Regions from separate parts of the Rattus norvegicus genome. Here region 2 is linked to region 1. Evidence: chromatin contacts called from public Hi-C data. All regions are on one chromosome and are shown on one strand. Each heading gives the region's core, a stretch centred on a gene start, on an enhancer-like site or on the middle of the called end of the contact. The rest is flanking DNA. Distances are from core to core; before and after follow the strand shown. Region 1 holds the start of Tmem167a (transmembrane protein 167A). Region 2 has its middle 77 kb from the start of Atp6ap1l.

Region 1 (4,922 bases), core at 1,073-3,572:
CAATCTGTTCCTGGCTTCCTTCGGGTGAAGATGTAGAACTCAGCTCCTCCTGCACCATGCCTGCCTGGATGCTGCCATGTTCCCTCCTTGATGATAATGGACTGAACCTCTGAACCTGTAAGTCAGCCCCAGTTAAATGTTGTCCTGATAAGAGTTGCCTTGGTCATGGTGTCTGCTCACAGCAGTAAAACCCTAACTAAAACAACATCTAACAATCAAAACATTTTCAATCATTAGCCCTCCACCCAAGGATGAAAATTGAATGAACACTATAGCACTATTTATCAATTAATTATTTATATGCATTTATTCATTTAATCCCCAAAACAGTGAGGAAAGCTAACCACACTTTTACAGAGAACTATAAATTTCTCATTTTATATACAACTTTGTGGATATCATGACATGAAGATTGAAAACATTCCTCCACATGCAGAGAAGACAATGTTTACATAATGGAGTAACATAGTCAATTTCTACTGTTAGCAGGAAAATGTCTCATGATGATTAGAAATGAAAATCACAGCAGAGCTACCAGAAGAGGAAATAAAGAAAAATTATTTGAAATTGTGATTATCATTCACTTGCAACAAAATTCAAAATCAAGGGTTCCGTGTGCCTAATCGCCATGCAGCTGCCCCCACAGGTCTTACTGTTAGATTAATTTGCTATGTTACATGAATATCATAAATAATATACACACATGTCCAACTTTACCTCCTGATACCATGTACTTCTATGAATATCTCAACAATTAACAAGTTATTTGCTACTATTCAGAAACTGAGATATATAAGAAACTATGGCCTAAATTATCCATAAGTACAACAAACCAATTGCTATCTTCAACAACCTTAGCCTCCCTTTCTCTTTACTAGAGCCTGAAGCATAGCCTCATGAAGAAAGGTCAACCTTAAGTGTCAAACGGAGCTGAAGTACATATTTTCTACAACTACATTGGAACATTTATGTTTAGTTAACTTAAATACTATTTTTGAGATTATTCAATGACAATCATTTCCTATTGGACTAATCTCCAGCCCCCCACTAAAATACTCAAAGAAACATCCCTTCTTCTTCTACAGTCTGCTGATACCACTCAGATGCAGATCCTTACTTTGAGTATTGGACCAACGAATATAGCAATTGAGTATACCTGATTTTAAAAATGATGTTATGATTTCAAGCAAAATCTTGGATGCCATGCAGTAATAAACAACAATCACATATAACATAGCACTGAGTAAAAATATTGTGATGCCATAAGCGCTGGATTCTCATGATTCAGCTAAATAGAGCTCAGAAATCAGCATGTCACATCAGTGTCCTTCACTAATGTTTTCTATTTATCTTTTAGGTCATTATGTAACATTGGGTAACATTCTGAATAAAAACTAGAACCATATTGCGGGAGGGGGGGCAATTATTTAAACACATAATTTTGATATACTAGGAACAGTGAGGAAAGTGATGGACTTCAGAATCATTCCAAGAACTCATATAAAATTGAACACATCAGATTACACCTTCCTCGTATCTACAAAACTCATAAAGAAAACCAGAAGTGAAAGAGTGTCTCACCCAGTGGTTTTATACTAGCCAATTCTTCCCCTTAGGAATGGGCCATTCCTTTCCAGTAGCTACCAGAGTTCTTTCCCTCTGCCCAGGGCCTAGAATGTCTAACTAAGACCCGGATTCAGAGTGTCCAAAAGGGAGGGGGGCCAGCAAAGTCCAGTATTGGGTGGTGGGAGGGGGTGGTGGATCATCATATAGAACGCAGCCTTCTGAATACAAATCTACATCACACAGCAACACGGCCTATTTCCAATGAGCCTCTCACTACTGAAAATTCCACGAGACACAAAAAGAGAAAGTTAGGAGGGAGCCCAACAGGTGCTCACCTTGGGGAAATCTGATATCCACAAACAAAAGGCTCAGGGGTCACAGACCGGGTGAAAAACACGCACAGAGCAGCTTTAAAGCTAAGATCCGAGAACTACAGGAGGTTGACATAGAAAGAAAAGACGAGGAAAGCGCAAGAAAAATAGCACTGCTAGTGGAAAGACACCACAGCCACTTCCGGGCCCTACCTCTCAGTGACTCCACTTCCGGTCTTTTAAAAAAAATTGTGGACACCCAGCTTTAAACCTGGGCGCCCAATGAGAGAATCCGCTAATACCGTGGTTTGTAAGTAGTAGACCAAGCCCCACCTCTTCCGGTAACAGAAGCCTATCACGGACTCCGAATGGCGCGGCATGGGCGGAGGCACTGCGATAGGCCCAACCGGACCGCTGGAGCGAGCGGGAAGCGCAGCGGGCGTGCATCCTCTTCCGCCCCGGCCCGGAAGGGTGATGTGGCTGGACCAGCACCGGCCTCACTATGGTAAGAACATGCGCTGCCTGGCCGCGGTTGAGTTTCTCGGAGGGGCCGCGGCTCGCGCGGGGCGGCGGGGATGGTGCGGGCGCTGTGGGGCGCGGGAGCCCTGGCTCTAGTGTGATTCTCCCGGGACCCGAGGGTGCACAGCCCGGGAGTCATGCGGCCCGGGATGCTCAACTTGGAGCATCAGGCCAACAGACCTAGGAAGAGCCCGGGTGATGGAGTCGGCCCCTCGCAAAGAGGCCGACTTGCTACGTTGTTTAGTGGAATTGCGGTGGTATTCCACTAAACCGATTGCGACCAGTTACAAATATCTGTACGGATGATATCCACTTTGAAAATGCTGGATTCCCCGTTTCCACTTTTCCCCTTTGTTATGTGTTACGTGTGTCACCCCAACCTGTATCTTTAAATAGTAATGAATGGATTGTCGCTTTTCTTAACACTAATCCTACCCTTTCCGTTTTACCTGTTGAAGCAATGTTGAGGTAGAGCCCCTCCCTCATTGTTCTTTCAATTCTAATGACGCTTCTTTGTAAAGGAAGGTTTTTAATGGTTTCACTTTTCCTACCAAGGTGTGTCTGCCTTGTAGGAGCTTAACCACCACCCTCATTGGGAGTTCCTATGTGTGGTGTTATGAATTCTTTAATAGTGTAGACCTCAGAAGGCTTGCACTGTAAATCACAAACAGCAGCAAAGGTCAGGACAAGGAAGAGAAAGTCCCTGTGGCCAGGGCATAGATAAAAGTAGACATTAGTAATAAATCATTAAAACTTTGTGCATCTTATCAGTGTTAGGGTAAATGCCAGATCTCCCTGCACTGCCACTTTGGTGAGTTTAGAAGCTATTTATAACCATATTTCTAGAGAAAGCATGTTTGTATTATCTCAAAAACAGCCAGGACGCCCCCGCCCCCACTAGACACCACACTGTACAGTAAGAAGATACTGAATTTGAGTTCCCAGAAGTGTCTTGAGAATCTCCTATAGCCTTGATCAAAAGCTCAAGTAGTCCTTCCTGCTTTCTTGACAGTGATGTACGTGTAGGCATTTATATTTAATCATATGTTGGAATTTCCTTCCTGCGCAAGATTAGCACCTTGTAAAGGAGGTAGCCTTTATATGTTTGTTGTATATATTTGTTCTCTGGGTAAGGATTTTATTATCCATTGTAACCTTTTTTTTTCTCTCTACTGCAGAATAATATATACTTGGTCAAAAAGATGCTGTTAATAAGCTGTTAGGAAACTTGAAAAATTGCTTTCTTGCCTAATTACCTAGAAACAAATAGAATCACTTTGCTCTTAGAAGGAGTCAAAGGTACATGTTTCATCCTCTCCTACTTAGGAAAAATCAAGTTAATTTAAAATGGGCAGTATTTTAACTTGTTCCAAAAATAACAAGCTTTAGTTATTAGTACTTGTTATGTACAAGTTCTATTTTAAAGATGCAGTTTCTAAGCGTTTTGCTTTAAACTCCTGACTTCTGAGATACTTGCTGGTAAAGAAAGTGGAAAGTAGGGGCCTGATTTGCCTAGGATAACACACCTGGTAAGTACAGCCAGGCCTCAGGTTTAGCTTATGTGTCTCTCTCTGAAAGGCTAACCAGAAAAGTGGTGGTGTGTTCACGGCAGATGTGCCGGTTTCTGCTCCAGATTTTTAAATCTATGATCTGTTGAATTTGCGGGTGTGTAACTGGAAATGGAAGGTTAGAGGGAAAATTCTTTGTATTCTTGTATGTATAGAATGGCTTTGGAAGGATGTGTGAAAGTATTAAATCTGTTTTACTTTTTTTAAGTGTTGTAAGGAAAAAAGCTGTATGCAGTGTTTCATTACGGTTGTTACTGGCCATGAGTTACATGTGTAAAATATTAAGTGAAGTGCCCAAAATAATATTGATTATAAGGTACGGATTAATCTTAGCAGCTCTGTTTGTCATTATATTCTGTCCTTTCACCTAGTCAAAGGTGCCATTCATCACACAGGAAATCCAAGAAAGGTTTGCGAGAGTAAAGTTAAAATGACACATTTTTTACCATAATTTTTGTTTTATTAGGAGTAAAAATGACAGTAGAAAAGCATGTGTCTTTAGCATAATAAAAATAAATATGACGTTATGAAAGTGTTCCATGAACTTCACTCTGAAAACCCTTGTATAAGGTTAATAGGATAAGGTAATGTGAATATATTATTGATCTTCTCTCAGAGTGCTTAAGAGCAATAAATAAAGATTGTAGTTTCTTTATAGTTTCAGTCTAAATTTTGAGGATTGTTTTTTAAAGCATTGAATGATTCTAGTGAGTAACCAGGGATTACATGTCAGGTACCCAGTATTTAGTTTTTCTCTTGTATCAAACAACCTATATTTTATTTATTTTTTTTTCTTGATCGCAAAGCACATTTTTTTCATGTAGGATTTGCTTTTTTCCCTTCAGGGTATCTTTTTAATCATTTTGTCAAGGTATATAGAGAATTCATTTTTTAAAAACTACTAATCAAGTACTGGTCCCACCTTTGGACTAGATAACTACTGAGACTGCAAGAGAGT
Region 2 (4,922 bases), core at 1,742-4,241, 790 kb after region 1:
CAAAACATGTACTAAAAAGCTTTTAGATTAAGGTGGCATCTAAATAGGTCCCCCACCGTATTTTAGAGTCCCTGCAATCAGGGGCAGATGGCCAAGCAGAAGAGTCTGATGTTATGCTGTTACGCTTAGTGACATAATTTTCATGCATAGAAATGAATAATTAGTAAGAGTGAAGAGCATTCTTTGTAGAATTGTCATCTTTAACAGCAAGGTTATGTATATCTTAGACTGTAGGTAGTCTGTATTTCTATACTTTCCAAAATTCCACCAAGAACTTGTATAGATTTGTAGTTAGAAATAATTAAATGAAATGTATAATAAACTAAAAAACCAGATGTCTTGCAATGCACAAACATTACTTTCTAAAGAAAATAGCAACCAAAGAGCACCGAGTATGTGGAGATTGCATCATGACTTCCCCTGCTGGCACAATTAGACATTTCTCTTGGAAGCTTCTAGAGACCCAAGCTTCCAAATTGAAATGGAAATGGGCCACAGATATTTCTTAGAGATAACTAGTAGTACTTCCAGCCCATGAAAAGGCAAAGCCAAGGATTCTTTTACAAGTAGAGGCCAACACCTGAGCCAGTTCTGCGTATATGTAAGTTTCTGCTGCATAAGTCTGTATAGGATTGACCAGATGAGTTCACAAAGGCAGAGAGACAAACAGACTAAAATGGCATGTGCCCAGGAATGACCGTGCACGAGCACGCATGCGAGAACACACGCGTGTGCACACACACACACACACACAAACACACACATACATACACACACACACACACACACACACAAGATCACACACATGCAAGCACACACACAGTGCTGTTTTGTTCCTTCAGCCTTGCTTTGAATTATCCCTGGAGCAGTTTGGGGACTCAGCCTTTGTTTTCCCTCCATTTACAAAGAAATGTCTCTAACTAGGGTTTCCCTTCAACTGGTAAAATATTAAAAAGTTTCTGGTGTCCTATGAACATGAAAAGTCTGAAAGACGATGCTACGAGCCTCATCTTTGAAGTATCCGTGTAAGGAAGATGAGGAATTAAAGTAAAGCTAATCTGTTCTCTGGATCTAGGAGCACAGAAACCAGCTGGGTCATTTGGCAGCAAACAAAAGCCTAAGGGACCTCAAAAGCTGGCTGTTATTTAGTGGTAAATTCAGGGCCTCTCAGAGGCTAAGCAAGCTCTGAACCAATTACGTATTTGAAAACCTCTAATATATTAAAAATTGAATATATTCCAGAATGCTGCTTCACAAGTTATGGTAATCTTTATGTTTACATTTAGCAAATGAATGCTTTTGACCCAGGCGTAATTTTGAAAAGAACATGCGTGCATTGTTTTGGAGGTAGCTTTGAATGTAAGTCTTGAGGCCTTTCTTCAGTAAAAGGCACAACGCAGCAGCTGTCTATGGTCAGGCCAGTCATGAACTAAGTAAAGACCCTGAGAAGAAGATTCTCTGAGTGCTGGTCTGAAGTCACAACATCATCCGCGGCTCAGGGTATTTTGGAAGTGTAGGAGATGCCAGAAAGAGTAATTTCAAACTGAAGAGATTCCCAAGATCTCCCACAAGACCAATGTGTCTCTTGAGTCACTCCTTACAAGACTAAGAAGTCTAGCTTGAAACAGCATCTCAGCTCTTAACTGAGCTTCCAAACGATGTAAACCACTCTCTTCCAGGCATAGCAATTTTCTTCACACACAGTAAGTGGATTCTACCCAAATAGAAATGTGTACCTTTGAAGATGCTAGATTCTTAACACCCATATATCCAGAGCCCCTTCGCATGGGCAACCTAAAACAGGGTAAAGATATTTCAAGAGGATACTATATTTATTGTTCGATCTGTATGGCGATTTCCAAGTACCAGGGTCCCCTGGAATGCAGCAAACAAAGAAAAGCCACAGAGACAGATTCTAAATCATGCTGGTAATAAAAGTGAGATGGGACAATGATATAACGACCTGACATGAGGGCTCTCATGAGAGCCAGAACTAGTTAACTTGGCAGCTGTCAGTCTCGGGGGGTCCTGCTTCTCCACAACCTGGTCTTACAGTGCCTGCTATACTCCGTGGATTTGGTGACTGCTAACTAACTCAGCTGAGGACTGAACATTGTAGGAAAATATCCAACACCAGGATAAGAAACCCTCTTCTCAGTTGGTCAAGGCCGTCAAAGAGGCTCTCAAACATTATGTAGGCTATTGCTGCCATCCTTGGTTGTCCTCCTGACCCTCAGAGGTGTGAAGTAAGTCCCTACTGCTGAAAATACCAGGTTCCAGAGGATCTGAGCTGGATCTGACCTGAAAGCCTCCTCCCTTGACAACTAGTGTTCATGGTTCCAGATGTACCGTGGCAGCTTCCAAAGGAAGGAAGCAACGGTTTATGACCTACAAACCACAGCAGCATGCAGCCAAGGGTGGAGTAGGATCGCACATACCTTGGTGGTTATCAAGAGCTCTGTAATCGGATGTAAAGTCTAGTCAGCAAGAGGAAAATCATTCCTGGTTCTGAAACCTAGCCAATGACTCGGAGTTAGTAAAGTCATAGATCTTGTAGGAGAACCAACAGCCACCACTTTCTTAAACCAACATAATTCCTAACTACATCCTAAACATTCAGCAGATAAATGAAGTTCTCACCCTTCATCAAAGAAATCTCTCTTTGCAGTAGATGGATAGATGGGGATTATTACAGAAAACCATAGCTGACCAAGGTGCAGAATTGTCAGTCACAGTGGATACATGAACAACACAATTCCTGTCCCTAAAGCTCGGGGATCACTGTAGAGGAAAGAAAGGAAAAATGTTAACAAGTCAGAGAGTTTGCTGTGAGATTTTGTCTTCTCTAAATGTCAGAGAAGCTACACCCAGGATGTCTCACAACATTGCTACCTAAACAGACCCTGAGAAAGGACAACACCAATAGATATGCTAATAGGAGAAGATTAGAGGTCAAGAGACTTCAATCCTAGACAAAGATCTTTGGACAATGAGGAAGACTGAAAAGAGGAGAAAAAGTCTTCCCTGGGGCAGAACATAACCACTACCTAATACCAAATGGTCTGTCCTGAACACACACACACACACACACACACACACACACACACACACACACACACGGAGTAGGTTGTACTTTTGCATGTAGAAATACATTTTACACACATAACAACAGTTAAAGGAAATGAGACCATCATTTGAAAGGGGGGAAACCACATAAGAGGGGTTGAAATGAGGAAAGAAAAGGTAGAAAATGACAAGATTTTATTATAATCTCAAAAGTTATAAAATTCTTTTTTAAAAGGAAGTTGTTAGACTTTGGATCCAACACTCCTTTTGGCTCATTTTTAAGTCTCAGTTGGTGACAAGTCTTCCTACGTTCCCAGCAGTTTTCTAATAGTTTACTCTCCCCCTACGTAAACACATAACTATCCTCAGAACACACCTGCTCTGCTCATGTCTCCGTCTCGGGAACATCACTTCCTATTGCTTCACTTGTGGTTTAGGAGTTCAAACCTCCCCCCGCCCCACCACCACCACCAGGAAGAATATCAGAGCAAAGAAAATAGTTACAAATCCACTTAAGAAAAAACAAGCACAGTTCTCCAAGGAAAACAGAGGATCTGGCATCAGGAGACGAGCATGCCCACCAAACAGAAAGAAGCCAAATGGATTAGTCATTATAAATACAGATGTGCTTTTGAACAAAACACAGTAAAAACTTGAAATTTACTTAAAACAAGAGCACTGACTAAAAATGCTATTTGGGTCTGAAGCTATCCATGGCCCTTCTGCACACTCATCAACATAAGAACCATAAGGTTGCCTGGAAGATGATAAGAGCCTATTCACAGTTCACTTGAAAGACCAAGATCGGAGAGATGGCTCAGCGGTTAAGAGCACCCGACTGCTCTTCCAGAGGTCATGAGTTCAATTCCCAGCAACCACATGGTGGCTCACAACCATCTGTAAAGAGAAAGACCAAGATCACTGCTGCTGCTTCGACAGATGCCCACCGCACATCTTAGTAGCTCATCTAATTATCTTATCGGTCTTCAGGATGGGGTGCTGAGAGATAGCCACACTCCCTGAGAGGCCACTGATATCTAGTGTGGACACAGCTAGCAAGCATCACTGATCCCATTACTTCCGACATGTCTTCTGCGAAAACATAGCAGCTTCTGGTAGTCACTGGCCCCCCTTGAGAAAGGTGTGTCCTCTGATGCAGAATTGGTTAAAACACAGAGGCCGTGGCCATATTGCTTTTCATGTGTCCTGCCCTAGCACCCCAATGCCCATGGTTTTCAAATCATTAGCTGAGTTTTGTTTGTTTGTTTGTTTGTTTGTTTGTTTTTTAAGTATGAAAGAAAGCAGGTGAGCTGTCAGGGAGTATTTCCCTGACAAAACCATAATCGGCAGCTGCATTCAGACAGACTGAGAAAAAGGTTTTCAATTCTCACTTACTTACTCATCTGACATTTTAAACCACTTTAACATGAGATCCAGGTTCTGTTTCCTGTGCATCTTTGTATTTGTGGAGCCTTTGTGGAAAGTACATAGTGGTAGAATTAAAATGAATGTTGGAAGCATGGATAAGGGCAAGGGAAATAAACGTACGTCAGGAAATAACTCAGAATTCGTTCGATGAAACGGAAATGTAATCAAAGCAAAAGTTTCTCACAGCTAATCACTTGGAGATTAAGACAGGATTCCATTGTTTCCTTGACTTCAGTGATTGGCCACAAGAAACTAAGAGTAGTCAAAACAATAGATTATTGAAATGCACACTTAACAATGTTAACACTATCAAAAATGCCAGCCATGCCCAAAATACATTCACATTAAGTACTCCAGAGGTGCCAGTGCCAGTCCAGCAAAGTCATTGTCTGGAAAGGGAGGGTTTAAGGGCACTGAGGACAGGTGGG

Evidence for each region. A called contact is a pair of places that touch in the nucleus more often than the background predicts.
Region 2: a Hi-C map of the Rat2 cell line shows a contact between it and region 1, with 6 times the contacts expected there. The contact joins the enhancer-like site here to the promoter of Tmem167a in region 1. A contact is called at or near these places in 2 of 12 Hi-C or Micro-C datasets (the Rat2 cell line and Schwann cells) and 1 of 1 datasets of contacts at active chromatin or transcription factors (oligodendrocytes).

What each region holds. Positions count from the first base shown.
Region 1 is chr2:22,930,705-22,935,626 of GRCr8, forward strand. Tmem167a (transmembrane protein 167A) reads left to right here and starts at 2,323. Exons shown (of 4, transcript NM_001399682.1): 1 at 2,323-2,382. The coding sequence starts at 2,380. Xrcc4 (X-ray repair cross complementing 4) reads right to left here and starts at 2,109. Exons shown (of 8, transcript NM_001006999.1): 1 at 2,091-2,109.
Region 2 is chr2:23,720,825-23,725,746 of GRCr8, forward strand. No RefSeq gene overlaps it. Among named protein-coding and RNA genes, the nearest start is that of Atp6ap1l, 77 kb to the right of the region's middle. Within about 2 kb of position 2,992, at least 5 of the 93 cell types and tissues checked have an H3K27ac peak or open chromatin away from gene starts, as enhancers often do.